Regions from separate parts of the Mus musculus genome. Here regions 2, 3, 4, 5, 6 and 7 are each linked to region 1. Evidence: chromatin contacts called from public ChIA-PET, HiChIP or PLAC-seq and promoter capture Hi-C data. All regions are on one chromosome and are shown on one strand. The core of a region is the stretch at or near the end of the contact, and the rest is flanking DNA. Distances in the headings are between cores, read along the strand shown. Region 1 holds the start of Rplp1 (ribosomal protein, large, P1). Region 2 has its middle 58 kb from the start of Gm33643. Region 3 has its middle 66 kb from the start of Gm5122. Region 4 holds the start of Fem1b (fem 1 homolog b). Region 5 has its middle 6.8 kb from the start of Gm34105. Region 6 has its middle 15 kb from the start of Gm51682. Region 7 overlaps B930092H01Rik (RIKEN cDNA B930092H01 gene).

What was found. Promoter capture Hi-C pulls out the DNA fragments that hold promoters and counts their contacts. ChIA-PET counts read pairs in DNA pulled down with a chosen protein or histone mark. HiChIP or PLAC-seq counts read pairs in DNA pulled down with a chosen protein or histone mark.
Region 2: a contact with region 1 is called in an H3K4me3 HiChIP or PLAC-seq map of embryonic limb bud, with 4 times the contacts expected there. The contact joins the enhancer-like site here to the promoter of Rplp1 in region 1. A contact is called at or near these places in 13 of 39 promoter capture datasets (the 3T3-L1 cell line, 3T3-L1-derived adipocytes, the C10 cell line and 9 more), 1 of 15 datasets of contacts at CTCF or cohesin (large pre-B cells), 7 of 484 Hi-C or Micro-C datasets (CD4 T cells, bone marrow-derived macrophages, cortical neurons and 4 more), 20 of 115 datasets of contacts at active chromatin or transcription factors (the SCID.adh cell line, bone marrow-derived macrophages, craniofacial prominence and 15 more) and 2 of 9 other capture datasets (adipose tissue and macrophages).
Region 3: an H3K4me3 HiChIP or PLAC-seq map of craniofacial prominence shows a contact between it and region 1, with 6 times the contacts expected there. The contact joins the enhancer-like site here to the promoter of Rplp1 in region 1. A contact is called at or near these places in 10 of 39 promoter capture datasets (the 3T3-L1 cell line, the SN4741 cell line, cranial neural crest and 6 more), 1 of 15 datasets of contacts at CTCF or cohesin (embryonic stem cells), 13 of 484 Hi-C or Micro-C datasets (adipose-derived mesenchymal stem cells, bone marrow-derived macrophages, cardiomyocytes and 9 more), 19 of 115 datasets of contacts at active chromatin or transcription factors (the NIH/3T3 cell line, T-cell acute lymphoblastic leukemia, astrocytes and 12 more) and 2 of 9 other capture datasets (liver and macrophages).
Region 4: an RNA polymerase II ChIA-PET map of memory CD8 T cells shows a contact between it and region 1, with 14 read pairs. The contact joins the promoter of Fem1b here to the promoter of Rplp1 in region 1. A contact is called at or near these places in 3 of 39 promoter capture datasets (cranial neural crest, erythroid cells and liver), 2 of 115 datasets of contacts at active chromatin or transcription factors (bone marrow-derived macrophages and memory CD8 T cells) and 1 of 9 other capture datasets (adipose tissue).
Region 5: a contact with region 1 is called in an H3K4me3 HiChIP or PLAC-seq map of the 230-238 cell line, with 10 times the contacts expected there. The contact joins the enhancer-like site here to the promoter of Rplp1 in region 1. A contact is called at or near these places in 4 of 39 promoter capture datasets (embryonic stem cells, hippocampal neurons and liver), 6 of 115 datasets of contacts at active chromatin or transcription factors (the 230-238 cell line, acute myeloid leukemia, embryonic basal ganglia and 3 more) and 1 of 9 other capture datasets (liver).
Region 6: a contact with region 1 is called in a promoter capture Hi-C map of pre-B cells, with 4 times the contacts expected there. The contact joins the enhancer-like site here to the promoter of Rplp1 in region 1. A contact is called at or near these places in 5 of 39 promoter capture datasets (the C10 cell line, embryonic stem cells, frontonasal cranial neural crest and 2 more), 2 of 484 Hi-C or Micro-C datasets (B cells and bone marrow-derived macrophages), 3 of 115 datasets of contacts at active chromatin or transcription factors (embryonic basal ganglia, embryonic limb bud and large pre-B cells) and 1 of 9 other capture datasets (liver).
Region 7: a contact with region 1 is called in an H3K27ac HiChIP or PLAC-seq map of embryonic stem cells, with 3 times the contacts expected there. The contact joins the enhancer-like site here to the promoter of Rplp1 in region 1. A contact is called at or near these places in 3 of 39 promoter capture datasets (liver and stem cell-derived epiblast-like cells), 2 of 484 Hi-C or Micro-C datasets (bone marrow-derived macrophages and epidermal suprabasal cells), 9 of 115 datasets of contacts at active chromatin or transcription factors (embryonic basal ganglia, embryonic forebrain, embryonic limb bud and 4 more) and 2 of 9 other capture datasets (embryonic stem cells and liver).

What each region holds. Positions count from the first base shown.
Region 1 is chr9:61,912,294-61,916,697 of GRCm38.p6, forward strand. It overlaps Rplp1 (ribosomal protein, large, P1), which reads right to left and starts at 2,217. Exons shown (of 3, transcript NM_018853.3): 1 at 2,064-2,217; 2 at 1,595-1,669; 3 at 990-1,228. The coding sequence starts at 2,135. The coding sequence ends at 1,031.
Region 2 is chr9:60,924,246-60,928,649 of GRCm38.p6, forward strand. No RefSeq gene overlaps it. Among named protein-coding and RNA genes, the nearest start is that of Gm33643, 58 kb to the left of the region's middle. Within about 2 kb of position 2,441, at least 6 of the 459 cell types and tissues checked have an H3K27ac peak or open chromatin away from gene starts, as enhancers often do. A contact at or near this core is called in embryonic limb bud, where this site is marked.
Region 3 is chr9:60,949,233-60,953,636 of GRCm38.p6, forward strand. No RefSeq gene overlaps it. Among named protein-coding and RNA genes, the nearest start is that of Gm5122, 66 kb to the right of the region's middle. Within about 2 kb of position 2,234, at least 52 of the 459 cell types and tissues checked have an H3K27ac peak or open chromatin away from gene starts, as enhancers often do. A contact at or near this core is called in astrocytes, craniofacial prominence, liver and 1 more, where this site is marked.
Region 4 is chr9:62,809,307-62,813,710 of GRCm38.p6, forward strand. Fem1b (fem 1 homolog b) reads right to left here and starts at 2,342. Exons shown (of 2, transcript NM_010193.4): 1 at 1,752-2,342. The coding sequence starts at 1,999.
Region 5 is chr9:61,197,718-61,202,121 of GRCm38.p6, forward strand. No RefSeq gene overlaps it. Among named protein-coding and RNA genes, the nearest start is that of Gm34105, 6.8 kb to the right of the region's middle. Within about 2 kb of position 2,329, at least 49 of the 459 cell types and tissues checked have an H3K27ac peak or open chromatin away from gene starts, as enhancers often do. A contact at or near this core is called in the 230-238 cell line, where this site is marked.
Region 6 is chr9:61,240,562-61,244,965 of GRCm38.p6, forward strand. No RefSeq gene overlaps it. Among named protein-coding and RNA genes, the nearest start is that of Gm51682, 15 kb to the right of the region's middle. Within about 2 kb of position 1,815, at least 38 of the 459 cell types and tissues checked have an H3K27ac peak or open chromatin away from gene starts, as enhancers often do. A contact at or near this core is called in B cells, bone marrow-derived macrophages and pre-B cells, where this site is marked.
Region 7 is chr9:61,266,004-61,270,407 of GRCm38.p6, forward strand. The region is part of intron 3 of B930092H01Rik (RIKEN cDNA B930092H01 gene); the gene reads right to left. Among named protein-coding and RNA genes, the nearest start is that of Gm51682, 11 kb to the left of the region's middle. Within about 2 kb of position 1,793, at least 16 of the 459 cell types and tissues checked have an H3K27ac peak or open chromatin away from gene starts, as enhancers often do. A contact at or near this core is called in embryonic stem cells, where this site is marked.

The sequences.
Region 1 (4,404 bases), core at 967-3,466:
CTTCCTTAAACTCTAACCCCCACCCAACTCCACAAAAGGTTACCTTGGGAAGACAATGCCCCATCAAGGAGGTGAGCCTCAAGGACCAGAACATCCATTTTCATTGGGCAATACAATCCTTAGCATTCCATGTCAGAAGTGTAGACGTCAAATTGAGCAGAACCTGGAGGCCCAGAACTATTTGAGCTAAATAACAGCCTATGGCCAGGCATGCTGTGTCCATTATCCTACACGTGGGTGGCAGGTTACAAGATTATAAGCCCAGGTTCACAATACTATCACTGGGCCATATCAGTTTTGTCTGTGTAGCCCTGGGACTCACTTTGTAGACCAGGCTGGCCTCAAACTCAGAAATCCACCTGCCTCTGCCTCCCAAGTGCTGGGAAATGAAAGGCGTGCACTACCACCAGCTCAGTTAATTTCAATACAACCAAAACCATACATAATAAAACTTATGTTTTGTAGTTCAGGCTGGCTTTGAACCCACTCCCTAGCTTCTTCACTAAGGCAGAGGCAATGGGGTACCTGGCACTGTCAGCCCCAAGTCCTAAACTTTCTACATGAAGTTGTAGTTACACACCAAGCCTTGCTGCGTGACTGAATCCTTTAGGCTGCTGGTTTTACACCAGTGGACTGGTAGGTTCTCTGGCCCTTCTAGATGCTTCTGAGATCCTCAACAACTGTCAAGTTCTTCACACATGAACATCGGGAGACCCAGAGGTTATTTTGTTATTCTTGACAGTAAGAGTTAGCTCTCAGCCTGTCTGTCTGGCACTAAACAGGCTCTCTGAACAGTTGCTTGAAGGGGCTTCCTGGAGACAGACCCACCCATTCTCTACCCAGATCGTCTAGTTCTTTTGACCCAGGTCTTATTTATATAACTCATGGTGGCTTTGGTCAAGACCCTCCTTCCCTGACATTTTTTTGGGACCTGCTACCATCTCTGAAACTCCAAGAGCTTTGTGGCTTACAAGTGAGACCAGTCCACCTACAGGTTCAGCTCTTTATTAGCCAACTTAACAAAAGCAGTTTAGTCAAAAAGACCGAAGCCCATGTCATCTTCAGACTCCTCGGACTCTTCCTTCTTTGCCTCCACTTTCTTCTCCTCAGCTGGGGCGGCGGCAGTGGATGGAGCAGCACCACCAGCAGGCGCAGCTCCAGCTGCTGGAGCGGGCCCACCAGCCCCTACATTGCAGATGAGGCTCCCAATGTTGACATTGGCCAGAGCCTACAACAGAGACATAGAAAAGGCTTTTAGTTTTGTGCTGCAAGATTTAATGATTCAATTAAGCTCTTTTCACCCATGAGACCAAAGCAATGTTCAGGACTACAGGGAATCAATATACAACTGCCACCAGTTGATTGACCCCACTTGCCAGAAATAAAGCTGTTTGTATAAATAGAATGTAGCTATCCACTTTGCATGAATCTCACTGCTTCAAATGCCCAAACTTAAGAGGCAACAAAACTCATTCTCAAGCCATGGACCGTGAAGGCCTGACATAAAAGCCACATCAATAAGTACAAACTAAGATACAAAAATCAAGGCTGGTGGTGGAAATCGTACATTACCAAGTGTAACCCCAAAACTTACCTTGGCAAACAAGCCAGGCCAGAAAGGTTCGACGCTGACACCAGCTGCTTTAATGAGGGCATTGATCTTATCCTCCTGGAACACAAACGCCAACCCGTCAGAACGATCAGAATGCGGCTAAAACTCAGTCACTTATACAGAGTTAAGTTTCGTACTTGGGCTAAAGTCAACCTTAAAAAAGACAAGGCCAGGTTTGAAGGCTCAGCGGGCTGTGGGATTGTCCCGCAGGCCTGACGACCTGAGTTCGAGGCCTAAAACTTAGATAAAAACAGCCCACTCTAAACAGTAGGCCTAACATGCGCGCTCGGGACCGCCATTCACCTGTCTCGGGTTGGGCCGCGCGGGGAGGACAGAGCGCATACGCCTCACAGGCCTCCAAGTCACCGAATGCCTGAGAATGCGAAGTCCGGGCGGAGCCGGGTGTCCGCCGCACAAACACGTGGCCGGCCCGGGGTTATCCCGCACTTACCGTGACCGTCACCTCGTCGTCGTGCAGGATGAGGGCGGAGTAGATGCAAGCGAGCTCGGAGACGGAAGCCATGCTGTAGACTGCCGGCACGGTGCTAGTCGCCGGATGAAGTGAGGGCCTCACCCCAACGCGGCCTTAGCTTCCTCGGAAGGACCGAGCACCTTGGCGGCAGCTGAGGAAAAGATCATATACGCCTGCGCGCAGCTTCTTATGGGACCGCGCCGACCAATCGATGCCCGACTCGAGACGGAAGGGGCAGGGCCAAAACCGAGAGGAGGCGCGTCTGCAGAACGCAGTTCCGGATTTGCGCGTTCGACTTCCGGTGCGATTGGCCTTTGGGGCTTGCGAATATTACAAGTGCTCAACAGTAGAGATTAACAGGCTAAAGGGAGAGAGCTATCGGGGGAGACGTACTGCTTAAACTGACAGGCGCGTTCCCACGGCTTGGGTACACTGAAAAGTCGCTCTCCGCCTCAAGCCTTGCGGATCACGTGGTGGACTTCCCAACCCACCCTCACCCCGGGCGTGCGCGCCGTAGTAACTGTGTCTGTGATGAGGTTGATAAATACCACCCGGGACCCGGAGTTGCATATCAAATGCAATATATCGTGGTTAATGTTTAATTCATTACATTGAAAAAGCACAGAGGGGCGGAAGTTAAGCCATCTTGCAGCTCTCAGGTTTGGCTCCCGCACCCCGAAAAGTGCCAGGAAATCCAGTAACAGGGGCTCTGATCCTGACAGAGGTCAGCAGACACGCTCAAGTACACATAAAAGTAAACACTCTTTAAAGTGTCACGCGAGGTATGGTGAGGAAAAAACCCACAGAAGTAGGAGACCACGTGATAAAATTCGGCAACTAATTATATAGAACCCCTAGAAAACCAGGAGAGTAACTTTGATGCGCAGACATCAAAAGCAAGTATCAATAAACAAACGTTTTCCTTTGCCTCTCTTTTAGTGCATGGTACTTTGTCACAGCAATAGAAACCCCAAGTGCTCATATACACAATTAAATAAAAACACCCCTCAGGTTAGGGTACAGCTCGTGTGTGGTCAGCTTGTGTAGAGGTGACCTTGGTGCTAGAAACTTGCAACTAGAATGTAGTGCATACTAGATTAAGTGGTTTCTTTAAAGTTAATAAAATTCTAATCTCAGGACCACAAAGAAGCTATGAAACAGCAAAAGGAACCTAAGTAGAGCAATATAGTTTTCACAGATAAGAGCCTAAAACGGAGAATTTTCTCCAAGTAATATAGTTCCAATCAAAATTCTGTTCATGATCTCAGTGGAATTTGACATGGCCTTCAGTCTAAACACACACACACACACACACCCTGACAGGGTGTCATGTACCTCAGCTGGCCTTGAACTTGCTATGTGGTTGAAGATTACCTGGAATGTTGGATCTTCCTCCCCTGCCTGGGATTGATTTTAAGTATCCAGGTCATGCTGGGCTAGGGATTAACTCCAGGGCGGGTACACACTAAGCACTCCAGCCACTCAGCTACATCTCAGACCCCCTTAAGCTTACTTTGAGACATGCTCTTTTTTTTTTTTTTTTTTTTTTTTTCTTTCCGAGACAGGGTTTCTCTGTGTAGCCCTGGCTGTCCTGGAATTCACTATGTAGACCAGGCTGGCCTTGAACTCAGAAATCCACCTGCCTCTGCCTCCTAAGTGCTGGGATTAAAGGTGTGCGCCACCACCGCCCAGCTGAAACATACTCTTACTATACATTTCAAGCTGGTCTGAAAGACGTCCAGGCTGGCCTTGAATTTGTGGTAAATCCTTGTCTGAGCCTGCTGAGTGCTGGAATTAGAGGCTTACACTACCGCACCTAGCCCTAGGTGTCACTGGCAATGCAAATAGATTTGCAGGCTACAACAGAGAGCCCATGGGCACACCCTCATGCTACTGAGAATTCGATAATGTCAGCAGAGGTCCAGGGAGAGTAGAATGGGTGCTTCAAACCAAAGAACAGGCATGGATCTGGTGGTTGAAGTACTCTGCACACTGAGGCTCTGGAATCGGTTGTCCCTACCATCACAAATAAAGGTGCCATAAAATAGAAACGACATGGGCAGGGAGATACAAAGTTTCAAGTTGCAGAGGATATGTAAAGTCCCACACACCCAAAATCTTAGTTTTATTGCAAGGACTCTTGTATCCTGAGAAACCAAACCCACGTCTTACTCATTAAATCAGTGAGATCCTACATGGAATCTATCGTTCATATAAGGTAACTCTGACACCAGGAGAGGATGGCAGAAATTCAAGAGCTACTAGTGAGAATGGTAAGCTGGCAAAAGAACCAATGTGTACAACACTGGTTAAAGCTGGG
Region 2 (4,404 bases), core at 1,191-3,690, 990 kb before region 1:
CAACCACCCTTGCTTTTGGAGACAGGGTCTCTGCTGGTCGAAAGCAGGCTGGGCTCTCTGATTGGCCAGACCCAGGGATCCATCTGTCTCCAGTGCTGGGATTACAGGGGCATGCACAGTATCAGGCTTTACCACAGCACTTATATGCTGGACCACTCAAAAACTGTAGCTCTCAGTAATGAGGGAAAACCAGCTTACATTCCACAGTCCACAGTGGTGCCAGCAGTTTTTTGGATGCAAGTACTTGATACATTGTATGAGACATTTGACCCTTTAAAATAGAATGTGTTAGATAACATTGCCCAACAGTAGGCTAATGGGTGTGCTCTGAACATGTTAAATGAAGTCTGGGCTGAGCTATGATACTTAGCTGATTAGTATATTAAAAGCTATTTTCAACTTACAAAGGACTTACCACCATCCTCCTCTCCCTGCCAAGAAACATGCCACCAGCCCACAGGCTGGGTGAAGCTTCTAGGCCTCTCATCATTGCTGATGGCAGAGCACCAGTTTGTAAGGCAGAGAATTACTAATGGGCACGCCTGAGCTCTGTGGAGTTCTGGAAGCTGGACCAGTAGGTTTCTTCCCAGAGCCTTTCTTCTCTGCCCTTCCTCAAACTCCTTCTCCTCTTCAGTCTTGGACCTTGCTTATAAACTAAGAAGCTAGACTTCCTTTCTTTGGCTTCTGATTCAGCGGAGTATCAGTTACCTGAATAAGATTCTATGCTAGGTTTCTTAGGCAGAACAAGATATATGGGAAAGAGCTGGATCCATGGACAGACATTGGAAAGTTGGATGTGCAAAGGCTCCATCTCATCTAGCCAGGATGATGGGCTTCTCAGAGCCCTGGAGAATGGGAGCTGTGGTGAGACTGGGAGGCTGTGCAGGGACTTCTGGCTCCAGGTCTGTATTGTCCCTGTGACAATCAATACCTGGCAGACCAACATGGCTGTACTCCAGCCTCATGACACTCACTCCCTAGGGGCCCTTTTGGATCCTTCACTGAAGGCATTACAGAAAAATACAATCTCATTCCTGACTGGACTCGCTGGGGACTGTAGTGGACTCTCTAGAGCCTTCTGAGGGATGCACTGCTAGAGAGAGCAGGGAATACAGCAGAGCTGTGGAAAGGTGGGTGAACTCTCTAGCTTGCTAGCCCCTAGGGGGCAAGTGAGGAAGACTACAAACAATGAAGGTGGAACTGGGGATCCACATCTGCTCCCAAGTTATCCTCTTTGGGGTTGCTTCCTTTCCCATGTTCCAATTCCCTATCTCCCCGTTAGACAGGACCCTCACTGCAGCAAGGCCTCAGAGCTGATCCCCCACACAAGGAGTGATCCTGATGCTGAGGCTGCAGGTCCAAGATGGCGGCTCCAGTCTGGGAAAGCATGAAAGTCTGCAGGTAGACCTTTGCCTACCTGACTGAGCTATCCCTATTTTTGGCTACAACAGTATACATTTCTAGTCTGGCATCCTGCCCACCAGCTCTGCCTCAACCTTAAAGTTCACTCTCAATGGTTTTCTTTCAGTGGTGGGGCACAAGAAACTCCCATTCTGACCCTGTGATGGTAACAGTAGGGTCAGGGTGTCCAGCCATGGAGGAAGAGGCTACTTCCCAAGACTCTGTATATGAGCACTTCCAAAAACTAAGAAGCCGGGTGACGGGGGCAGCCTTGGAATTCTGCATGAGGTTTGCACCCCAACCTCTGGCCTTACCTGACAAGATACACCTCCTGGAAGCATGCCAGTCCCCAGACACTTAGGAAGTTTAGCCTTCTGGACCTTGTGTTCTTGCTCCTCAACAAGCCGGCACGCCATTCTTGTGTCCCTACTGAGAAACTTGCCACCAGCCAACAGGCTGTGCGATGCTTCTTGACCTCTCCCACCATTGCAGATAACAGACCACCAGCCTGTAAGTCAGAGCATTCCTTAATGGGCCTGTCTGAGCTCTGTGAAGCCCTGGAAGCTAGACCACTAGGTTCCTCCACTGGATCCATTCTCTCCCTCCTCTCCCCAACCCCCCCTTCTCTTCTTTGGCATCTGACTATAGTTTTCTTTGAAGGAAGAAATTATTTTGCCCCAGGAAACTCATTTATAGCAGAATAAGTGAAAGGCACGGGCATCTGGCCCCACGTGGGGCTCATTTTCGGGTTATGGCTTTCACATGCCTTCATCTGGCTCCGCCAGGCTTGGAACCTCTCCCCGCCAGCATCACACCTGGTTTCGGCTGGAAAGGAAAGGATTTCAGCTTTTCATCTTCTGGGCCTCTTTGTTATTATTGGAGCCAATTTCTGGCCTGGGATCAGAGCGGGAGGAACGGGGCGGGAGGTAGACAGAGGGAGGCAGGGCTGGGAAACATAGTCAGGACTGGAAAGTGTCCCAGAGGTGGGAGAGAGAAAGGTCTGCTGTGGATTTGAACAGCAGCTCCTCCTGAGAGCATGGGAGCTCTCAGGCTGGCTGGAGACCTGCAGTCAGCTAGAACTAGAACCAGGACAGACAGACAGACAGATACAGACACACACACAACCACCCAATCACACATATACATGCAACCACACAATCATACACATACACACAAAACCACACACAATCACCCACATGCAACTACACCACACACACACACACACACACACACACACACATAACCTGAGGCCTTAGGGTTTTGTCAATATCAGACCCATGAGAGAAGGCCGCCCTAAGCCTCCTTTGATAAAAATTTAGAGTTCTTGGCTTAAAAGAGACATATAAAAAATGAAAATACAAAAGGAGGTTAAGCTCCGAAAACCATATGCTAGATTTTTTAGTAGGAAGATTGCTTTTTGGAACAGTTTATAGGTTAGCAGTTAATATTTCCTTAAAAGCTGGCTTATTTCTATCCTGTAACTTTTTTTTTTGAAAAAATAAATGTAGCTTTGAGAAAAACCAAATTACCCTTTAGCATGCCTAAGAGGATTTTGTCTATCGCGAGTTTCAGGATCTTTATGGTGTGCGTATCTACTGAAACCATGTCCCATAAAAATACCAAGGGAGGGCACCACAGTGGGATTCGAAGCTTATTTAAAATTAATTGCAGATTCATTTCACTGCACATTCGTTGAGGGCTTTTCTGTTTTCATTATTAATATGAAGAAATGGTGAGAGGCCTGCCTAAGTCTGAGGAGACAGTGGCTAATGTATGAGTCTCCCTGGGCAGCAGACATCTGTCAGGACGCACTCTTGCTCTGACCATGCTCAGGCCCGTCTCTGGTCTCTGATGACACTGGATCCGAGCTAAGCCATGAGGGCTCTCACTTGGTGTTCACTGGGCCATGTAGGTTTCTTGTGCTCCTCCTAGCTCCCCTCCAGCCTGCCAGCAGCATCACAGCAAGGCCACTCTGTGTGTGTGTGTGTGTGTGTGTGTGTGTGTGTGTGTGTGTGTGTCACTGGAGGCATCTACACAAGAGGTGGTTGAAGGCAGAAGAAAGAAAGGTAATATGCTAAAATCTAGGAAATCGGTGCTGGGGTCGTTTAATAGGGGAACACGTGCCTAGCATGTGTGTAGCCCTGAGTTTGATCCTAGCACCCACTAAACAAAGAGGGAGTAGAAAGGGAAAGAGAAGAAAGAAGGAAAGGAAGGGGAGGAAAGAGGAAGGAAGGAGAGGGAAGGAGAGAAAATCAATAGAGTGGAGCTGATTGCCTCTTGGAAGCCAGGAAGCAGAGAAAGAACGAAGAAGATAAGATACGTCTTTTCCTGACATGCCCCATAGGCCTCTTCCCTCTGTCTACCCCACCGCCCCACAGTTTGCTGCCTCCCAATAATAGCATTATATCATGACTACATCAAGCCAATTAAAAGCACTGGCTGCTCTTGCAGTTAAAAGCACAAACAAACCCAAGTTTGTTCCCCAGCACCCACATGGTAGCTCACAACCATCTGTAACGCTAGTTCTAGGAGCTCTAACACCCTCTTCTGACCTCTGTGGTCACTGCGTGAATGTGGTACACAGACATACATGCCAACACACACTTAACATATAAAACAAAATAAAGACACGTTTATAAAAAGATAGAAGCTGTTAATGAAGTTAGAGCCCTCCGGGTTCAGCCACGTTCTCAAAGACCATTCTCTGGCCACCGAGCTCCCAATACCTGAGCCAGTGGGGGCATCCACAGCTCAACAACCCCAATCTTCTACTGAGAAATGCGAACGCCCTGGATAAGTGCCTGGGCTTAAGTCTGTAGCCAGACTGTGAAGAGACCTGCAAGGGTGGCTCAGCTGCTAAAAGTGCTTGGCTCATAAACACGAGGACCTAAGGTTGATCCCTGGAAGCCACATGGGCATGGTGGCACACTCTTATAACCCCAGCATCTGGTCAGTGGTGGCTGGATCCTTAAGGTTTTATAAACACCAGCCTACATAGTGAGT
Region 3 (4,404 bases), core at 984-3,483, 960 kb before region 1:
CTACTGCCTGCTGCCAGGTCTGAGCGCAGAGCAGAGGCGCTTCAGTGTTTAATCTATTTATGCTTTGGAGTTAGCGTGCATATATGTGATTTGGGGCCCAGGGGCTGGTGGTGGGGACAAGATACCAGGGGCAAAGACAAGGGCTTCAATATTGAGAGAAAAGAATACTAACGATGTGGCTGTGGACTTGGACTGGTGCCTCGGTTTGCCAATCTGACAGTTGGGTGACTTGTGGCAAATCTCACTACTTCTAGGTGAGAAGGGCAGTACATAAATGCACTGTGGAGGTCGGAGGTCCACTTTGGGTGTCATTCCAGGATACTATCCACTTTGGTTCTGATTTGAGACCTGAGTTGTCTGGACTAAACTCAGTTCTTCATGCTTATATGGTGGGTGCTCTACCAACCGAGCCATGCTCTTAACCCAAATCCTGATACGGTGCCTCTATTGTTTTGTATATAGAATGAAGACTGAGCAAGCCCAATTTAAGGGTTCCCATGGGACTCAGGCATACTGTATGATTGGTGTACTGTAGCCTTACCTGATAGATTCTAGTGGCCTATCCATATCTTTTCTGGTGACTGACTTGGACTGGAGGAGGAGGAGAATAACACAGGCATTTGAGGGCTGGCGCTTTGCTTTCTCCAACTCTGCCATTCTCCAGTCTCAGGTTTGGGGCTGGGTTGTGTCTTCAGACTGACCCTCAGCTTTCTGCCCACCAGCCCAGGCTATGAGGGGCGGCTAAGTAAGGGACAGAGCACCCCTGTGGATTAGCAACCACGCCAGGCAAGGGTGCACTCTTTGCCCATACTTGGCACCTGCTGAACACTCAATAAATGGTGGTTGAAACAGCCAATCAATATGGACAGGGTTTGGACCAGGAAGAAAAAGTCATAGTTTTGGAAAGTATTGAAATAAAATCAGTCCCCACCCCCCAAGAGCCCCAGGAACTTTCTCTAGGGAGGTATTTGGGAGAGTGGAATGCCATGGGTGTACACCACGCAGCAGCAGGTTGTTGGAGACTTCTGGAGAGGAGACAGCTTCAATCGGAGCACGATCATGGTCGGGTCCAGCGTGTGTTTGCACAATTGCCAACACAGTCACTTTGGAAAAGGCAGAGCTTCAGTTCCTCACCAAACCTCCTGTCAGGCTGTTTGCAAAAGCTGTTTGGATAACATTTATAAGCACCCTGGGGACAGGGACCAAGGCTGCCACATTGGCAGGGTATCCTGAGCCTCTAACAGGTGCCTGCACACAGGAGATGAACCATAAGTAGTGCATGGCAGGTGTAGGCCCTTCTCTCTTTTCTTTCCCAGTTACCAAGCCAGGCTGAACTCTGAGCTCTGACACCTTCCAATTAGAGGGTTTGATATTCACCATCTCCTAGACCCCAGGGCTATGCCTGCTGGATGATGGCAGTCTTTTCTGGAGCCCTGCCCCTTACTGTACACAGCTCTTGCTTTAGGGTAGCCCAGATCAAATGCTCTTTTAGAATCCAGTTCTGTGTCAGCCTTCCGACTCCTTGCCTTGTATTCTCCCACCATACCAAGGGCACTTGTGATGTTGACTAAAATGTTGCTTCTCCAGGACCTCAGGGAAAGGAGATACCACCAAGAGAGAACAGTGGGCTCTGCAGGCAAACCCTCAGGTCCAGGTGTTGGTGGGTACTGGCCAGTGGCCCAGCAAGATGCCAACGCAATAGCAATGTCAGTGGCATATTTAATCCCAGCAAGCGTCTTCTCCTTTCCTTTGCCTTTCCAATGCCGTGCTTCTCTCTACCCGATTCCCTCCTAATCCCACATTAAAAATCTAGGTTTCTGCAGCCCTTAGGCAAGGAGAGATCAGGAGGTTGGATTGGAGAAAATTCTTTCATTATTTATCAGCGGGAGCCCTGGCAACGGTGCTTTTCCTACAGCTTTGCAAAATGGCCATCCACTGGCTATCTCCTAGACTCTTGGAGCAGTGCAAACCACGGCTCTGAGTTGGGCTAGATGTTCCGGGTATTGTTAAAAACACTTACAAATGCCTGTGCATCACCCAGTTTCCTCCCTGCTGCCAGTGCTGTTCTCACAGCTGGAAGGAATCTCCCCCTCATCTGCTGGCTTCAGTCTTTCACTAAGCCCCATCAATTTTGCCTTTGAAATTTCTTTTGTGCGGGTCCTTTCTCCCCTTTCCACTGCTAATCCCGAGGGCCTGGCTCTTACTCCTGCACGCCTGAGCTGCTTCGAGAAGTGCTTGGCAGAGTTCCCTGTCTCTGGCCTCTGTGTCTTTAATACATTCCACACGGTCAGGCCGCATCCATAGTTCCCAAGCTGTTTGCATTTAGGAGGCCTCAGCTCAAAGCCCCGAAGCTTTCCAGGGCACTTGGCACTGCCCCCACAGCTTGTGCGGATCTCTTGACCTCTGCCCACATCGGTAGCTGTGTTAGTTTCCTGTGGTGGCTGCAAGATGAACTCCAAGGCACCTGAAACTTGGTATCTCATAGTCCTGAGTCTAGAAGTGTGGGCTGAGTTTTCTAAGGTGTCTACTGGGTGCTTCCTTACGAGGCTCTTGGGGAGCATTGGCTACCCTGGCTCTTCCAGCTTCCCATGGCTGCAGTTCTTAGCTCTGGGTTCACTTGGTCTATCTTCTCTATGTAATCAAATCCCCCTCTGCTGACCCCTGTACCCCTCTATAGGGACTTGTGATTACTTGTGTGTGTGTGGGGGGGGAGTGTCCTTAACGTCATCACATTTGCCAAGGTCCCTTTGCAGTGTGCCCTCGCTCACTTTAACTGGACACAACCTAGAGCCACCCAAGAGGGCATTTCAGCTGAGGCATTGCTCAGATCAGATTGGCCAGCAGCACATGCCTGGAGGGGAGGGGTGTCTTTATTGTTAATTAGTGTAGGAAGCCCCGCCCACTGTGGGTGGCACCATTCTCTATGCAGGTGGTCTCGGACCATGTAAGGATCTAGCTGAGCATGAGCTGATGAGTAAGCCTGAAGGCAATGTTCCTCCGTGGTTTCTGCTTCAAGTTCCTACGTCAGTTCCTCCCCTGCGTCCCTTTAATGATGGCTGTCACCTGGAACTATAAGCCAAATCGATCTTTTCTTCTCCTGAGTTGCCTGTGGTCAGTGTTTTCTCACAGCAAGGAAAAGAAAATCAGAATACATGGTGAAGGAGCAGTTGCAGATTCCGAGTGTTGGGTATCATGGATGTTTGGGGGGTGGGATGAAATACAGAGCTGAGTAGACCCTATGGTGTTCTGGTTTCTATTGTTCACTTACTATTTTAAAGTCGGGGCCCATTTCTTGAAAAATAGTGGAGGATGATAACTTGGCAATGCCACTGAGATGCTCATTGGTTTGTATTCAGCTTCTGGAAGCACTTGGCCTGCTTGTAGTCCAGAGTCTAGGAAGTACACATTATAAAAAGCCAGCCCAAGCTATCCTGCACTTTCTTTGTAGATGATGATGACCTTGAACTCTGGTCTTCCTGTCTACCTCTTCCCTCTGGGATTACAGGCTTACTCCACACACAGTTCAGGCTGTGCTGAGACTCAAACTCGGGGCATTGAGAATGCTAGACAAGCATTCTACCAACTAGGACACAGACCTGGGACCCTCAGGAAGCATTTTAAATTTGCTGCACACATGTTATCTCAAAATACTGATCCCTTGTTTGTGTCTCAAGATGCCCCTGCATGCATTCTCTGTGGCCTCGGCATTAAGGGATTCCATGTTAGGTCCATGTGCACTGCTCTTCCAGGAGGAAATGTTAGCATCCTGTTCCTGGGTGTAGACACCCCCATGGCTCTGATTTCCCTTAGAACTTAGCAAGTTGAGTTTGGATGGCAGGTCATGTGGCTACTAGTGGATGACTACCGTCACATCACTGTGCCACCATCTCATTCAATGGATCCCTTTTCATCTGTCTCAGACTCTAGTGCATGTAATCTTATTTTAATGGAAACATTTAGACTTCTCCCATAGATAGAAGGTGAGTACCAGATGAGACAAGCCTACAAAGACAAGCACATTGAAACAATGTTATTTGCCTAAAATTTAAATAATGAAATCTGGAGTAAAGAAAGTTGATTGACACCCTCAAAAATTAATTTATAGACATGGCAAAATGAGTGGCTTCTGAGCAGCAAGGTATAAAAAAATATTGAGCGTAATGTCAGTGGATCGGAGATGACCATGGCTTCAATGGGAATTCAATTATAATGTTTGGGGTAGAAATTTCATATTTGAGAACTCCATCTGACATGTGTCCATAATTGGAAAGGTCACATTACCATTATTCAGGTGTGTGTGTGTGTGTGTGTGTGTGTGTGTGTGCTGTACTAGGGCCTTGCACGTGGATAAGCAAGTCATGTATACTAAGCTACATTCCCAGACTTTGTGTTTTGTTTTGTTTA
Region 4 (4,404 bases), core at 1,092-3,591, 900 kb after region 1:
TCTATGCAGCACTAGCTGGCCTGGAACCTTTATATACCAAGCTGACCTCAAATTTACATACGTTTCCTACTTCCCAATGTTGGGATTACAGGCCTGCATCACCACACCTGGCATCAGGTTCTTTTCATTGTCACCTCAAAACAGCTTTCTCGTCCATGATCTAAGACAGCAATGGCCAGAGCCTTTCTAAATTTGTGAGAAAACTAATTTCTTCCTGACAGGTTCTCTTATCAACCCAGATCTCAACAAGCTCCATAGCAACAGCTGCTACTACAGGGACTCATTCCTAACTTAATAGATATGAATGTTTACATAGTGGGGCCATCCTGCTTCAGGCATAGGTAAAGTTGTGAGATGCTGGAGATCTCTAGGACACAAAGCCAAAGAATAGGCATGAATCAGGTTGCCATCTTTGCTCATCTTCCTACTATCTACACTAGAACCAAATATAAGCTATGACCCAGGGGCTGGCATTTCATTAGAATACAACAGTCCAAATCATTTCCCTCTCATTTAAAACTGACTCAAAAGCTTTTATGGTTTAAGGAGGAAAAAAAAAAAAAAAAAAAACAAACAAAATTTAACATTCATCTTTAAAAAAAAAAAAAAAAAAAAAAGATGCTTTAAAGCCCACACCTATAATGGAAGCTAAAGCAAGAGGTTGGGGGATTCCAGGTCAGCCTGGGCTATGCAGCAAGACCTGGTTTTGGAGACCAGAAGTAGCAAAGAAGAAGGGAGGGAGGGAGGGAGGGAGGGAGGGGCTAGAGAATATAAGAATGCTTCCAAACAGGCTTTTTTGGTCAGGCAGTTTTTACTAACCAAAACTAAATTGCATTTCTATACGTAGATTCCACCTACTGCAAAAGAAAATGCTAAACTAGTAATAGCTTATTCATTTACAGGTCAACAAAAACCAATGTAAACAAAGCAAACTGAATACAGCTATATTATGCCAATCATTCCGCAATCGTTCAGCACAGGAAAAAAAAAAAAGGTATCAAACGTGACGACTCTGTTATCTTCCTCCGCCCCCCAAAAATATGTACAATTAACCTCAAATGAAAAAAAATATTAGAATAATAGTAAATAGTAAATTTTTGAACAATGTTAAGTGTTTGTGAAACCTTCCCACTGTATCACCCTATACATGTAATTTAGCAATGGCGTAACTTCTACGCCAGGCCCAGAGCCACCTGTACAGCCAAAAATATTGGCCAGCATTGTGGGAGAGTCAGAACCGTGCCTAGAGATGCCCAGCTGCATGACAAGATTCTAGGGGCTTATTTTAACAGATAGTCCCACGACCTGCTTGAGGCTCGATCCGACCACGGGAGGGGGGGAGCGGGAGGAGAAGGGATATGGAGAGGTTAAATGAAGCATCAAAAGGTCCTCAATTTTAATTGTTGATCTCGTTAATTTCCGATCTAGGTTACTACGCCAGTGCTGATATAAAGATACAAAAACCTAGATGGGCAGCCACCACTCCGACAGTGCGTGTTCGCTGACTAATGAAGACTATAGATCTCAAGACCCAGGGTGTGGCTACCACCTACAGGGGGAAAAGGGTAGGAGTCGATAAGAAAAGGCAGCAAAGCATAGCTCTGGGAGACGAGGTGGGCATCAATGGGGGTGAAGGGATATGAAAAAGAACTGAGTCCACACATGAAAACAGGGTTAATGAAGGATGAGAGGATCCAGGGCTTGGGAGGCCCGCGCGCGTCGGAGGGAGGATGGAGTTGGGATGTACCTACCCGTCGAAGCGGACGGTGCCGGTCTGCTGGGTCTGCACACGGTAGTGTTCTAACAGCAAGCGCACCACCTTGGCGTGCCCATTGCGGGCTGCGATGATGAGGGGTGTGGAGCGCTGTCCTCCCTGCTGACTGACATAGCCCAGCAGGTAGCGGATATCGCTCTCTGACCGGTTAAGGAGCAAGGCAGCCAGAGTGAGCACCTTGCCCTCGCTGGCCGCCTTGTACACATAGCCAGCCAGGCCCTCCATGGCCGCCGCCAACTCCAACACCCGTTTGGTCGCCACCGCTGCTGCTGCCTTGCGCCCCCGGAGGCCGCGTCCACCAGCACTTCAGACCCGGGCCCTCACAGCCCATTCAACAGGGCGCCGCCGCCGTGTCCAGGCAGCAGCGCGACCCAGGGAGGGCGGAGACGCAGAGGTGGCCGAGCACCGCCGGAGGCACAAGTGGGACCCGGCCCGGGCGGGGAGAAGGACGGTCAGGGCCGCCCCCGAGGCCCCAGGCACCGGCCCTGGGCCGAGGGGATCTCCATGGCGGCCGCCGCCCCGGGTCTCAGGCCGCCTCCTTCCTGCGGGCTGCGACAGGCGCGCGCCCGAGCTACGGGTCGCCGCTGGGGTCTCGAGAGGCCCGCGCACGCCCTGGATAGCGAGCGATGTGCACGCCTGCCCGCGCCGGGCCGGAGGGTCTGGAACGGCCTCCACTTAGCTCCTCGCCGCAGGAAAACCGCGGGCACTCGCCCACCGGCGATCGAAAGGGTCCGCTGGCGAGCGGGGCTCCCGTGAGCCGCGCGTGGGTGTTCGCGGACCGCGCCGGCAGCACCAGCACCGGAACTTAGGGCGGGAGGAAAGCAGCCGCCGCAGACGGAGCCGAAGGGAGGGAGGGAAGGCAGGAGTGGGAGGGACGCTTAAGTAGGTATTGCTTCCTAAACCGACCGGCGGGCAAACGAGGCTATCCTAAAGAAAGGTTCCGCTGTGCGCAGTTAGCTGAGCTCTGATGCGGGTTTGAAAGTCCCTAGTGCCCTTGACGCAAGTAGCCATCTCGCCCCCACAGGACCCTAGGATGCTTAGTCAAGGCTGGGGGCGGAGAGAAGGCTACTGAATCTACGGGCTAGAAAGCACATCCAGTTTTATGATTATTACTGTGGGATACTGTCTGCCAGTGATTCACGCGCGGGGGCGCGAGGTGGGGGCCACAGGAAAAGGGGAAAGAGCACCCAAAAGATCCATTTTTGAATAAGGGCTATTATGAGCCTCCGAAATTTGGGAGGGCGAGAGCCGCTTCACTGAAAAGCAACTGAAAGCCTCACCAGACCTCCCAGGAAAGGGGATTAAGTGTGTAAGATAAAGAGCTAAGAGGCAGCAGTCATAGCCAGATGGAACCAGTCTCTAGTCCTGACCCTGCAGAACCTCCGCTGTCTCACTTACACGTCACAGAATTGTTAGGATTTGAAAAGAGCATTTATCCAAAGAATGCTATAAGCCATTCACGTACAAGGCTTTGGTTAGCATCAGAGATTTCTTCATCTAGGCTAGGCCTTTCTCTCCTGGGGCTTGTGTGGTTGTGTGGAGAAAGCAGACAAATAAATGATGTAGAGTTGTTGGATTCATGTCATTACTATGAAACAAGGGCTATGGGTGTGGACTAGGAGACTTCGCCTGGGTGGTCAGAGAAGTCCTCTGTAACAGGTGCCTGAAACAGAGGCTGGACAATGGAAATAGTTCAAAGATCCTGAGCAGAAGACAGATGGTGAGCTCAGAACAGAAGCAGTGTGGCTGCTGACTGTAGGAAGAGTTCTAAAGGATTAAGTCAGCAGGATGCAAGTCATGTGGCCCAGTGACCTATGCAAACGGTTTGGTTTACTCTGGGATTGCATTTAGGGAGTTTTAAATAGAAAAGTGACAAGATGGCGCTTTTTTTTTTTTTTTTAAGATCACATGCATGCTCCCTAATGTGTGCAGAACATAGCCCAGGAAGCAAGAGTTTAGAAGTTCAAAGGCCAGTTAGGAGAGGCTGGGATTAAGTGGAGGATAAACCACTTCTCAGATTATCTCCTAAAACAGTTACCTATTTTCAGATCCCTATGCAAATGTCGGGGGGAGGGGGCTTACACTATTAAAAAAAACAGTCTTGGAAATAAGAACTGAAGATAAGATTTCCTTTTTAATATTTATTTCTGTATTTTATGTATTCGGGTTCTGTGTCTGCATGAATGCCACTGTGCCTTCAAAAGAAATTATCAGGTCCTACTAAAGATTGGTTGTGGGCCAGCATGTAGTGGAAGAGAATTGAACCTGTATCCTCTGGAAAAGCAACCACTGAACCATCTCTTAAATCCCTAACTTCTGCTGACATAACTAGTAGAAGGGAAAGCTGGCCTGTTTTTGCGCTGGGACTTCAGGTTGTAAGAAAATCAAGTGTTTTTTAGGCTGTGCTGGCTAGTTGTGAAGGTTTTGAAGGGGAGTGGTTTTTTGTTTTGTTTTTGTTTTGGGAGGCTTGGAGGCTGTTTTGTTGTTGTCTTCTGTTTTTGTTTGTTTGTTTCCTGTCAACTTGACAGAAGCTAGAGTCATCTGGCAAGGCAGAATGTCAGCAGAAATAAAACACCTCCCTCAGATTGTCTGTAGGGAAGTGTGTAAGGCATGTTCTTGATTATTGATGG
Region 5 (4,404 bases), core at 1,079-3,578, 710 kb before region 1:
CCTGGATCTTTGGTCTTTCTAAAGTACTTGGACATAAATCTGTGGTTCTCAAGCCCAAGCTTACATTCAGATACTCTGAGAACTTTCCAGAACTATCAGTGTCAGAGCTCCACACTGCCGCTCCCCCCGCCCCCAGGTCTCTTATTGAATAGGGATAGATTGGAGTCTGGGGGTGGGTGTCTTAGGAGAATCTCAGGAAGCTCCAAGATCATGCCAGGTCAGGATGCACTGAAAACATCACTGTGTGCCACATTTGTAATAACTCTGCTTGGGAGAGGACAAAATGAGGCAGGGCTGGAGCTCTTCTAGTGTTTGTAGAATAGCGGTGATGATTAGTCTCTGCTGGGAGCTTTGGGAAAGCCTTGTAAGACAGTGTTAGGACCACCCTGTGTAACCAACCAAAGGCACAGCCAAATGGGGTGCCTGGCTGAAACTGGTCCACGTTGACCCCAAATGCAGCAAGCTCACTGTAGTGAGGGCCCATGGAGGCCTCCAGATCTTGACTCCAACAGGCCAAGGAAAAAGACTGGAAAGAACGCAAGGGCAGTGTCAGCAGCATGTTTGGTGGGTGTGCCGATGGACGGTGTCCCTTCCACAGACCTTCCAAGTTTCCTCCCAGTGAGTTACACTTGCAATGACAGCAAATAAAAATGCTTTCCAGTTGATGAAATCTACAGCACCACCACTTTTTGGAGCAGCACACTGAGTCCCAGAAAGTCTAGAGGATGCATGGCAGAATCAGAAACACCTGAGGTCTCTCAGGAGGCAAGACGGTTGTGGCCTCTGCCTACAAGATGGTGCCCAGCAAGGGTGGAGAAAATATCCCCAAGGAAGAATTGCTACATTGTTTTAATTGGATTGTCTGTCCTCTTGTGGGGTAGCCAGGATATAAAGACAAGTGGAAGTAAAATAAAATATCCCCAAATCTCACCACCCAGATGTAAACAGCAGGGGACTGGGGGTGACTCTGCCAGAGTAACCTTTGTCCAGCAAAATTCACAAGGGTCCAGGTAACGGTAATTTCCCATCTGTGCATCCTGATGCTTGCCAGCCTTCCTCTTTACTTAATAATGTGTCACAGAACTAGATGCTGGGCCTAGCATGGCAGCCTAATGTCCTGAAGAAGGATCATAACACCGTCAGCTAGTCTTTTGTTGTTGCTTCTTTTTTAAAGGTTTATTTTAATTTGTGTGTGTGTGTGTGTGTGTGTGTGTGTGTGTGTGTGTGTGTGTGTGTGTGCATGTATGCATGAGCATGTATGTGAATATAGGGTGACTTTGGCTTAAATAGTTCCATTTAACACCACAGAGATTTCAAGTCTCTTTGTCTTTCTGTCTCTGTCTCTCTTCTCTCTCTCTCCTCCCTCCCTTCCTGCCTCCCTCCTCCTCCTCTCTCTTTCAAACACACACACACACACACACACACACACACACACACACACACACACACACACCTCATTTGCAAATGAGTATTTGCAAACTCTCCAGAGCAGAGCTGGTCACAGCTGACTGATAAGGCCACCCAGCCAACAGTCAAGGTCGGATGCTGTGTGACAGTCTCAGCTCTGGGTCCCCAGCTTGCTCTTAGCATACACCTCCTATGAGCAATGACTGTGTACAGGCACTCCAGTGTGCACACACGCTGGCCAATTTCACTCTCCCTTACCCTGCTCCCAGGGAGCTGGGGCAGGGACGGAAGCCGCATGTCCAGAGGTAGGCATAATTGAATAGCTGAAGGCATTACCTCCTTGATTAAACTGGTTGTTCATTTGAAGGGCCAATTAACCCAGCTAATACTCCAGGCCAGCCCAGCAGGTCCAACCCATCAAAGGATATATTAAGCCAATAATGAAGTGGCTGCATTACCCTTCCTAAGGAGAGTGGAGCTCTGCCTTATCCCAGAGACTGCCCAGGTCAGGCTGGGGTCATGGACACTTCCAAGCAATGAGACTCAAATCCTCTCTCTCTCTCTCTCTCTCTCTCTCTCTCTCTCTCTCTCTCTTTCTCTCTCTCTTCCTCTCTCTCTCTCTCTTCCTCTCTCTCTCTCTCTCTCTCTCTCTCTCTCTCTCTCTCTCTCTCTCATGACAGGGTCTCTTCCTCTGGTTGATTCTCCACATCTATGCAAGCCTCCTGCATCTTCCCCTCCACCGTGTGACTGTGGAAGGTCCTTGCTGACTCTGCCACTCCTCTTGGCCTTTTACTTTCCCACGGCGACCTTACTTAGGGTTTGAATAAGCTGGGCTGATTCCAAAGCACATGTGGGTAGAGGCTGGGGCCACACTCTGGCTGAGGGGGCTCTGTCTCATCATACCACCCAGAGAGGATTTATAAAGCCTTCCTCTGGAGTCTGAACTCCTTCGGAATGTTCTGGGTCAAGAAAGCACAGCCCCAGGCTGGGCTTGAGTTGAGCTCCATATGCTGGCTCTGTGACTTTGAAGCAAAGAAAACATCCCTCCTTCGGGGCCTCATTGATTTCTCTACAGAGCTGAGATTAAAAGGCCCAGTGCGTTCTTCACACGGGTGGTAGGAGCGTAGAAATAAACACTTTTCCTAAAAGGCTCTGTAAACACGAATGTTCTAGGCACTGTAAACCACTTTCCCCATCTTTGAGCAAGTGGTCTCCTTTTGATCTGATCAGCAAATCTCAGATAAGGGCCATCTTCAAAGACTTCCTTGTCTCGAATTGGAGATTGCTCTGAGAACCCCCCAGGAGCTTCATGCATGCCCGTGGTGTATGACAGGCCTCTCTAGGGAGGAAGGCAAGTCAGGCTGAGCTAGCGGCTCAGATCACACAGCCTCTGCTCCAGAGCTATCCCTGACACCAATGGCTACCAGCTGTGCAGGGGAGGGACTGATGTTGGTCCAGGTCTTCTCTGGGTTTTTATTGCTGGTCTGTTCATTAGAAGGGCACCAGAAAAGGGTGAGGTGTCTTTCATGTGTGAGTCTCCAGAGGTCCTGGCTAGAGCAGCTTTTGAGGGTCAGAGAGAAGCTGAGCTCCCTGATGTGACTCATGGCATAGGACCGCAAAGCCCTTGTCATGCATCTCCTCTGGGTTGCTTTTCTGTTAACGGTTCTGTCCCACAAGGCTTGTTTTCCAGGAGGCAGTCTCAAGAGGCTGCTGAGTCCTCTGCTGCAGACTTGCTCTTGGCCTTAAAGATGCACACACTGGACTTCCCAGAAAACACAACAGTGTTAACCCCCTGCTGGCTTTAACATCTCTCTCTCTCTCTCTCTCTCTCTCTCTCTCTCTCTCTGTGTGTGTGTGTGTGTGTGTGTGTGTGTGTGTGTGTGTGTGTGTCTGTCTCTTTGTCTCTGTCTCTCTATGTGTGTCTGTCTGCCTGTCTGTCTCTCTTCCTCTAGTTTTAAATTACATGTAAATGAATCTATGTACATGATGCATATGCCCTATAAAAATCCAGAAGGTGTCAGATGCCCTGGGGCTGAAATTACAGGCAGTTGTGAGCTGCCAGATGTGGGTGCTAGGAACTGAATTCATGTCCTTTGCAACAGCAGTATAGGCTCTGAGCCACTAAGCCAGCTCTCCAGCTCTTGGCTTTGACTTCTAAACCTGATCTATGAACTCCATCACTTGCTTTCACTCTGAGGCACCTAGCGGTTCCTTTCTTATGGCAAATGAAGGCAGCCACTGTGTTTGCTGATGTCCTCCCAGGTGCCAGGCATCTTACCTGCTGGTCGTCTAGGAAATAAAGCCTAGAGCCACAGGGGCAGGAGGGGAACAAAAAGCAGAATAGATTGTTTAATTAAACCTGAGAAGCCAAAGTTTAAAAAAAATACACAGCCCCAGACAATTGTGCCCCATCCCTCAATAAAATTTTAAACTCTATAACTCTAGCATCTTACGCAGATAGACAGACACACAGAGGGGGCATGCATGTGGGTTTAGGAACCTTTGAGTATATGTATATAAAAGTACATATCTCAGCATATATGTCCTTGTGGGTTCACACATTTGCAGATCTCTGTATGCTGGTGTGCCTAGGGCAAATTGAGAGCTATGTGTCTCCAGGGAGACGAATGCATCCCTGTGGGAGGGGCTACATGGACCGTGTTGTTCCATTAGCTGGATGGAGCAGGAGCTCTAGGGTGATGGGAGTTTGTGTCCTGGGGCTGCAGAATTTAACCAGGCTCCTGGGAGAATCCCTCACCTCAGTCACAAGGCAAAGGTACCACTGATTCAGAAAGGAGCTTCCTGTTCCAGCAGCATCTATGCACTGAAGGACGAAGCTTGTTTTCAAGGGGCAAGAATGGCCATTCTATAATGAAGTAAAAGCTGTGTTTCATTTATCTCTATTAAAGACCTTACAAATGACGTATTGATTATAATGAATAAGAAGGAAAATCACCCAGCCATCTCATGCCACTGTGATTCATCTGATATTAAGGA
Region 6 (4,404 bases), core at 565-3,064, 670 kb before region 1:
AGCATGGACTAAGTGGCATCCCCAGGAACCCTCACTCACTCCAGGAGGGTCCATCATCCTAGCTTACAAAAGGGAATTTAAGAACTAACAAAGCCAGAGAAGGGAAGCCAGCTTGGAGGCAGCTTAAAGGAGAATCCTCTGCAGCCTCTGCAGCCTCTGCAGCCTCTGCAGCCTCTGCAGCCTCTGAGGCCCGCCCCTGTGATATCAAAGACAACAACCGGGTCAGTCCCCATGGTGACGCAAGAGACTAAGTCTCTTGCTTTAACCATCAGTTCATGAGTCCCCAGAGCCCCACAACAGTGCTGAGGGACACATTGGCACATGACCTGCTCAGTGACACAGTAGCCAGACCCCTTCTTTCCACCCCACAATAAGCAACGACACTGAGGACAAAGAGGGCAACAGACTTGCACTGGCAAATAAATAACCTATTAGGGGCAGGCGAGACCAGGAAGAGATCCTGCCTCAAATAACAGGCGGGTAGTGTTCATGGGGAATGACACTCAAGGTTTCCCTCTGTCCTACACATACATATATGTCCGTCTGCAAACGATACATATGCACTCACACCCACAGAGCATACACAATCCTGGTAGTTATTATTACTGTTTACATAGAACACGTGAGCCCTTTAAATGGTCCCCCTCCCAGAAAGCTGTGTGTTTTCTGAGCACTAGAGATAGCAGCAGGGTCTCTAGGTGAGGGCAAGGTGACTGTCCCCCCCCCCCCCACTCTAAGTGGCTCAGGAACAAACAGGAGCTAGGAGAAGCCTGCTGCCCCCACCCCCACCCCCACACTGTGGTATGAATCCATTTGGCCATCTTTTAAGATGAGGCCTAAGCAAGCTCAAGGCCAAAGCTGTCATGGTCTTGGATCTTGGGAGCAATGGGCAGCTCCTTTAGGCCCAGTGAAACGCCTGGTTTGCAATTGAATTGGCAGTGACTAACACGGCATAACAGCTACAGTAAAACAGATCATGGGAAATGTAATGGCCCATGGTCAGCAATCACTGAATTATTTATGTCATTCTTTCTTCTTCAGAGCTCTCTCCCTCTCATTCTTCCCCCAGCACTGCAGCCCTCGTCTGGCCGTCTGCAGACTGCTGAATAACAGAAGCACAAAGAGACCACCGAGACCCAAGAGCACAGAGACTGGAGGTTTCTGAGTAGCCATGGTGGAGGGGGTAGAGGTGGGGCTGATGGCTTCATTTTCTCGGCTGCCAAATTAAGGGCTCTCTCCGCTGAACTGACAACAACTTAAGCTTGCGTTGCTTTTCTGGTTCATTGAGGATCTCCACGTTCTTACGCCTGTCAGGTAAGAATGATGTGACCCTCCTTCCCAGGTTCCAGCAAATACACTGGGAGTTAAATTGTAAATAGCTGGAGCCAGAGCCAAAGCCAAAGCCAACAAAACAAAACAAAACACCCCACATGCATACACATGAGAACAACTTGCATTTCTGTAGTGTGGCCCTTCCCAGCATCCCTGACAGCATCAGGGAGAAAATGGAGGATACCACAGAGAAACGGGACTCGGTCTGTCCTGCAGTATACATTTTTGTCATGCACATGTCTCAGATGCAGCTGATACCCAGGAGTGTGGTTTTCCAAACCATAGGTCCTGCTGGCTGATAGACGAGTTTCCCACACACTACTTGGAATGGCTATGCAATGGTAGCCAGACCCAGAGATGCCCCAGGACTGGAAGTCATTCCCACACATCTCTGTGTCTCCTCAGGGACAGTTGCATTGTCTTGGCTCCTTACACAGTGCTCAGTCGCTGCAACTTTGACCCTCATTTCATAATTCAGAAACCTAAATCCCCCTCACACTTCCTCTTAGTAAGTTGCTTTCACTTCCTTTTCTTAAAAAAGCAATTTCATATACTTACCATAATTTTATTACTTATTAGAAATTTTAACATGTCCTTAAATACCAACATCATTATTATTGTTATATTACTACTATTGTTCTTTTTTTTTTAATTAATTAGCGACTTTAATTTTACGTGTATGCGTGCCTGAGCACGTGCACATTCATTGCTTGTCTGCAGGTGTCCACTGAGGCAGGAATAGGGCAATAGATGTCCTGGTTAAGGGCGACTGACTGTGAGGCTCTGGTGTTGGGGGCTGGGAATCAAATCCGAGCCTTGGAGAGAACAACAGCAAATACTCTTAACCACTGAGCCCTCTCACCAGCCCTTAATGTTTGCTTTTGTTAGTAGTCACTCTAACTGTAACGCTGTATGAATCCCTGGTTCTGTATCTCCATTACACACACACACACACACACACACACACACACACACACTTGCAATCCTCCCCTATCAGCTTCCCAAGTGCTATGACTTTAGGCATGTGCCACCATGCCTGGCTAGATCTATTACTCTATTATTATCTATAAATATGAAGTTTAGATGAATTTAAAGATTTGGGAGAGTTTATAGACCAATTGATTAAATAAATAAATAAATAAATAAATAAATAAATAAATAAATAAATAACCAGCCCCCGAAAATGAATGAAGAAAGGGTTTTATCGCCATAAAAACAAAAGCAGCTCAGAATGGCAGGCAAAAGGAACAAGAAGGTGATAAAAGGTTTTTAGAAAACTGGGACTATTGACACACACCTTGAATCCCAGCACTCAAAAGTCAGAGGCAGGTTGATCTCTGAGTTCCAGGCCAGCCAGGTCTACAGAGTTTCAGACAGCCAGGGCTACACAGAGAAACCCTGTCTTGAGAAAAAGAAAAGAAAAAAAAAAATTGAGAGAGTTTTTTTTTTTTAGAAATTAAATTTTTGTTGGCTAAAATGAAAAGCATCATAAAAGACCTGGAAGGGAAGGAAGGATCAGTCAAGTCGACGGGGTAGCTCAGAACACACATTAAATGTTGACGTGGTCTCCTGAAAGGGGGAAGACAAAAAAAAAAAAAAAAAAAAAAAAGATGAAGTAAATCTCAGAAATCCAGCGCCCAACTGACTGAGTACTGGCTGGGAAACCGAAGCCTTTGAAGAGGACTCATCACACAATAAAGAAATTTCCCCTGTGCTGAAGACAGGGAGGGATTTTCCAGTTAAAGGTGACTACCGTATTATCAAACTCTTTTGGTTTCATCTGACAGAAACCCAACTGCAAGGGTTCAAAGAAAGAAAGTAATACATTGGTTAATCCAGCTTTGGTTCAGAGACCAACCGTGGAAATCCCCTTTCCCTCCCTCTTCCCTTCCCTCCCTCCCTCTACACCTCCCTTCCTCCATCCCTCCCTCCCTCCCTTCCTCCCCCCTCTCTCTACACCTCCTTCCCTCCCTCCTTCCCTCCCTCCAACCCACCCTCCAGCCCTCCCTCCGTTCCACTCTTTCTGCCTCCTCTCCCTCTTTTCCTCTTCCCCTCTTCTCTCTCTCCACTCCTTCCCTCTCTCGCCCTAACTAGCCTGTCCTATCTCTCCAGGTTGGCTCCCCAGGCAGGCTCTCTGTTATGGTGGCTAAGAGTCTCTACCACTTCCAACTTCACCTCATCCTTGTACCTAGACTCCTCTGACTCCAGAAGAGGAAGAATATAGTCTTGTTTCTCGGCACTATGATCACTGCTCAAAGACGTTCTCTAATTGGCTTTGTTCTGGTCAGTGTTTCCCTCTCTGCACCTTCTCAGGCTGGAGAGATACAGCATTCAGATGGCTACCCTGGGGCAGGGAGAGAGAAAGGACTCCTTAACACCACAATGAGTGTGCTAGGGAAAGTTCCCCCAGTTCCCAAGGGAAAGGAAGGCAAGCTAAGGCAAAAAGCAATAGCTGCCTCCAGTTTTCTCTGAATTGAACAGGTGTAAAGCAAAGAAGACACACACTTAATGGACCAGGAAGATTCTTGGACTCTACCAAGCAGCGGGAAGTCTTAAAACTTCTCAAGGAAAAAAAATAAGGTAGCTAAAAAGAAAGCACAATCAAAGTAGCCTTTGGGACCTGGGGAGATGGCTCTGTCAGAAAGGTGCTGACTGGGCAAATGTTTGACCCTTAAAACCCACATTTAGAAAGCCGTGCATGACGATGTGTGCCTGTAATCCTAGCCCTGGAGAGAAGGAGATATGAGGATCATTGGGACTTACTGGTCAGCCACTCCAGCAAATCCGCAAACGCAGAGTTCATGAGAAATTCTCTTTTCAAAAAAAATAATAATAATGTACACAATGATTATGGAAGACATCTAACATTGACTTCTGCCCTCCACATGTGTAGACACCTATGTGCAGTCACACCAGTGTGAGCATCACTTTGGGTTTGTTGGTTAGTTTAGCTTGGTTTTTCAAAACAGGGTTTCTCAGTGTAACCCTGGCTGTCTTAGAACTGGCCCTGTAGACCAGGCTGTCCTTGAACTCAGAGATTCTCCTGCCTTTTCCTCCTAAGTGCTGGGATTA
Region 7 (4,404 bases), core at 543-3,042, 650 kb before region 1:
GGTGACTCTCCCTATGACTCAAGGTGGATACCTGGGAGGACAAGAAGCAACTTGGCAGGATAACTGATCAGGAAAACTACTCCCTCTCTGCTCTCTGGCCCAGTGCTGCCCTGAGCCTCTCTTCCCCTACCTCAAAAAGGAGGCTGGTCCTGCCTGAACAGCATTCAGGAAAGCTGTCAGATATTCCCCAGGACCATGATGGCTTCTCTTGACAGTGACTCTAGGCCAGTCATGCCTTAGCACACACCTTTGATCCCTCTGGCTAGAATACTGATATACCCTTGGTGATCACCTTTAATCCCAATCAATGAAGATAAAGTTAGTTTATAGAAGGAAGCACCTTATTTGAAAGTGTTGTCCAGTTGAGAGGCCAACAAAGTGAGTAATCAGAGAAAGATTTGACAGATTAGGATATGCCCAACTCTCACAAGAACAGAGAGAAAAGAAAGGCCACTTCAAACTGTCACAGCCCAGGTGCCCTGGTTTAACCTCCAACTAGGCCTAACAGCTCTCAGGTCAGGGCTCAGCTCATGACCGTGAGAGCCAAGGTTTTGAGTGTGTGAAGCTCCAGCTTTGCTTTGTGTTACAGGTTTGGTTTGGTTTTACAGCTTTTATGGTTTTGCAGGTCACCTTCTGTATGTAGACATCTGGGGGCTCCAGCATAATAAGACCCCCCATGCCAAGAGGAGAAATAAACCCAGTAGATGTCAGTCACCTGGGAAGGCCTGAAAGGTGTTGATGGTATCTATTGTGGGGTTGCTGCCTGCAGGCCCTAGAATCTGAGAGACTCATCTACTAATTGTAAACAGCCTAGGGGAGAGGGTCCTAGAATAGAGCCATCAGGAAAAAAAAATCATTCAACCAACTGTCTGTGAAGGGTTGGGTCTCAATAGAGTGGGGAAGAGATATGAGCCCCCAGGGAGAAATGTTTCCATTGTCAGGGACAGGGGACAAGAAAGAAGCCCAGGCTGGACACTTTCCATGGAAAGCCCGGTGTCAACAACCTCGAAAGGGATCCTACTGAGGGGAGCTTCATTAGACCCTGAGCTGTCCAGGCAGAGGGGAGAGGAGCCGTTCATGCCTGCTTCAACCCAGTCTCTGTCTCTAAGGAGAAAGGCTGGGTGGGGGTGAAGGAAGTTGAGAACATGAACCCATCTGGCAGGGATGCAGGAGGGCAGAGAGCAGCAGTCCGGGTACACGGAGCCAAGCATGAATGTTTATTAAATCTGGGTCATAGGACAAGGTCATCGTGATATTTTCTGCTGCCCTACAGACAATTCATTTATTGTCTGTAGACTTTATAGTCTAAAATAAAACCTAATTCAATCCTTGAAGCAGCAATAAGGGGAACCAAGATGGGGTGGAAGTGGGAGTCAGGTCACATGGGGTCAAGCTGGTGCTCCACCTCAGACCTGTCTGACCCCCAACACTGGCTTCCTCTTGCCTATAGCAAGACAATCACCAGAATCCAAGTCACAATAACCCAAGGCCGTTAGGAAACTGGGCTGTGCTGAGGCAATGGGCTGGGATCACAGCTCAGATGGCTGGGCCATCTCCTGCTGAGTCGGCAGGAGGGCTCCGCTTTAGCAAACAGAAGACAGAGGACCTCTTGGAAGGAGCAATAACGGTAGATGCCTCCTAGTTAGGAAACATGGATGGCAGGGCAGGGCCAGAGAGCCCTGAGCAGGCTCCACAAGAAGTCTGCTCAGCTCTTTGGGAGTCCAATGTCTACCACACCTCTCCCACCACCTACCAAAACAGGCCTTTGAAACCCTTCCTGCTCTGCCCCACCCACCTCCGCTTTTACATATATTTGCATATTTGGCTCTTCATCTAGAATCCCCTGAGAGCAAACACTAAAGAGCATCCATTGTCTACCATCAAAGAAGTCCCTACAGGCCTCCTCTTCTCCTTCCCTGGCCCTGGGCCTGCCTTCTTTCTCAGTCCTGTGATCTTTGGTGTCCACGTCTTCTCTGCATATCTTATGCTCTCCTCTGCAATTCTTCACCATTCCCTCCCCTTCCCCCTCCCCCACCACTAAGCTACATTCTCAGCCCCTTCCCCTGTGACTGTGACTTCTGTTTTAACTGCTGGCTGAGTCTAACTCTCATCCTTGGGTCATGCCCATGAAACAACCTGCATTTCAGACCTGCCTGTCCTCCACTGACCAGCACCCCAGCAATCTTCAGTAAGGCAACTTCACAGCAAGGCTCAACAGATGAAGTACTTTAAGGCCACCCAAGTCAGCATCCCACACAGACCCATTTCACCTTTTCAAGAGGTATTGGCAGGTGAATGGCCCCATTGAATGCTAGCCTAGGTGGTCTCTGACTCATCTCCCCCCATCTGACTTGGCTTGGGGTGGGGGAGGGGTGAGGAGTAGAAGATATCTGCCTGGGACTGTAGTCACTCAGGACAGGTTACACCTGAATGGGTTTAGGGAAAGTCCAAAGGTCCACATGATGGGTGGCTGGGGCGGGGGGCTACCTGCTGAGACTGCCCTAAGTGATCTTCAAACAGGAGACAATGTCAGCTGAACATCCATCCGGTGGCCACTCTGTTCCACATGGGAAAAGCTCACAGCTGCTGTCTGTGGGAAAGAAGCACAAAGGCAGTTTCTGCTGCTTTCCCAGGAGGGTATGGTTTGGGCAGAGCCCAGGAGATGTCAGGACCACCCAGCACATGTGCTCTGCGCAAAAACTGGTTTAGATTCTTCTTTAATGATGTGATAATCTGAGAGAGACCCAAAGGAGGCCTGTTCTAAAACCAAATCCCCAGTACAAGTCTGTCCATGCTGAGTTATCAGACTCCAGGCCCCTCCTTGCCATTCACAGTCACACTGGGCTCTTAGGATTGGCTGACTACAGTCAGGAGTATTGGTTCCCTAGAGGACTGCTGTGGTTTGGGGTGGGGGTGGGGGAGAACCCTTTTCACAAGCAAGAGAATAGCCATGTGCATTATTATACTTGGTCCTGGTGAAGAGCCTAGACCTCTCATATGATGGCAAAAACCAAGGTGCATGCCCTCGATCAAGAAACTTGCCCAAAGCCAGGCAGTGGTGGCACACACCTTAACCCTAGCCCTCAGGAGGCAGAGGCAGGCAGATCTCTGTTAGTTCAAGTCCAGCCTGATCTACATAGAGAGTTCAAGGCCAGCCAAGACTTCATAGAAAGACCCTGTCTCAAAAAAACCAAAAGAACAAATCCAAATAAGCAAACAAGAGACAAATAAATAAAAGGGAAGAAAGAAATTTGCCTGTAGCAATTTTCTGAGGTCAGACCACACAAGCATAGGTCAGAACAAGCCCAGGTCTGCACTGCCAGCCTTCAACGCTGCACACAGCTCCCTTTTACCCCAGGACGCACTTGAGAAATATTTACTTATTGACTCATTGATAGACTCCACCCACAAGTTCTTCCAAGATCATCTCTTGGGTTGGCAGTCTGCTCTCCCAAATGCCAACTGTATGAACAATATATTGATCATTCCCTGCAATAATTTGTCATCTGGCGATTGCTACTTGGGAAATGCCAGTCTCCCAGAAGGAAGATGACAAGAATTCAGGCTGTTCGAATATTTTTGTTTTAAGGGAGTGGGAGTTTTGAAGCGCCCTGTTACAGCTTGTGTCTCTTCCCCTGCTGCTGGGCATGAAGGGAAAGGGACCACCATGCCAGATTCTGGGAGCTGATGAGGGGCCCTGGGACTCTGAGTTGGCTGCTGGACTCTTTCCCTCCCTCCCCAGCCCTGGAGCCAGCTGGCTGACAGGCATTGAATTGGTATCTCAGGATAGATGCCTGTCAAGTGGTCTTCATGTTGTGACAGTAGGCAACTATGATTTATTTCAAAAGGAATTTGCAATAAACTTAAGCTGAAGGAGGGGGAAAGAAGATCAGACAATTTAGAATTAAAAAAAAAGAAAAAAGAAAGAAAAACCACTTGAAGGAATTTGGCTGATTGACTTTTTACTGGGAGACAGAGAAGAGCATATTTCGAGGGAAGAAGCACACACATCCACAGAGGCCCTAGAAATCAGCAGTGAGGTCCACAGGTTGCTGCTCTTCCAGCCGACCCAAGGTCAGTTTCCAGCACCTACATGGCAGCTCACAATTGTCTGTAACTCAAGTTCCAGGCAACCCAACACCCTCACCCAGACATACACGCAGGCAAAACACCAATGCATATAAAATAAAAACAAAAGATTATTTAACAGCAGCAACAAAAGATCCTTGGGTTAGAGCAGAGGTAAATCAGCCCTGCTTCATTCCAGTGCATGCCCACCCCAGGTCTCTCTCTGCTCACTTCTGCATGGCCGGTCCTAATACTTCATCCAGCAGATGAGTTCCTGCTTTCCTGAACCCCCGCCTCCCCACCCTCCCTCTCATAAACAACTGTAATGCTACATGG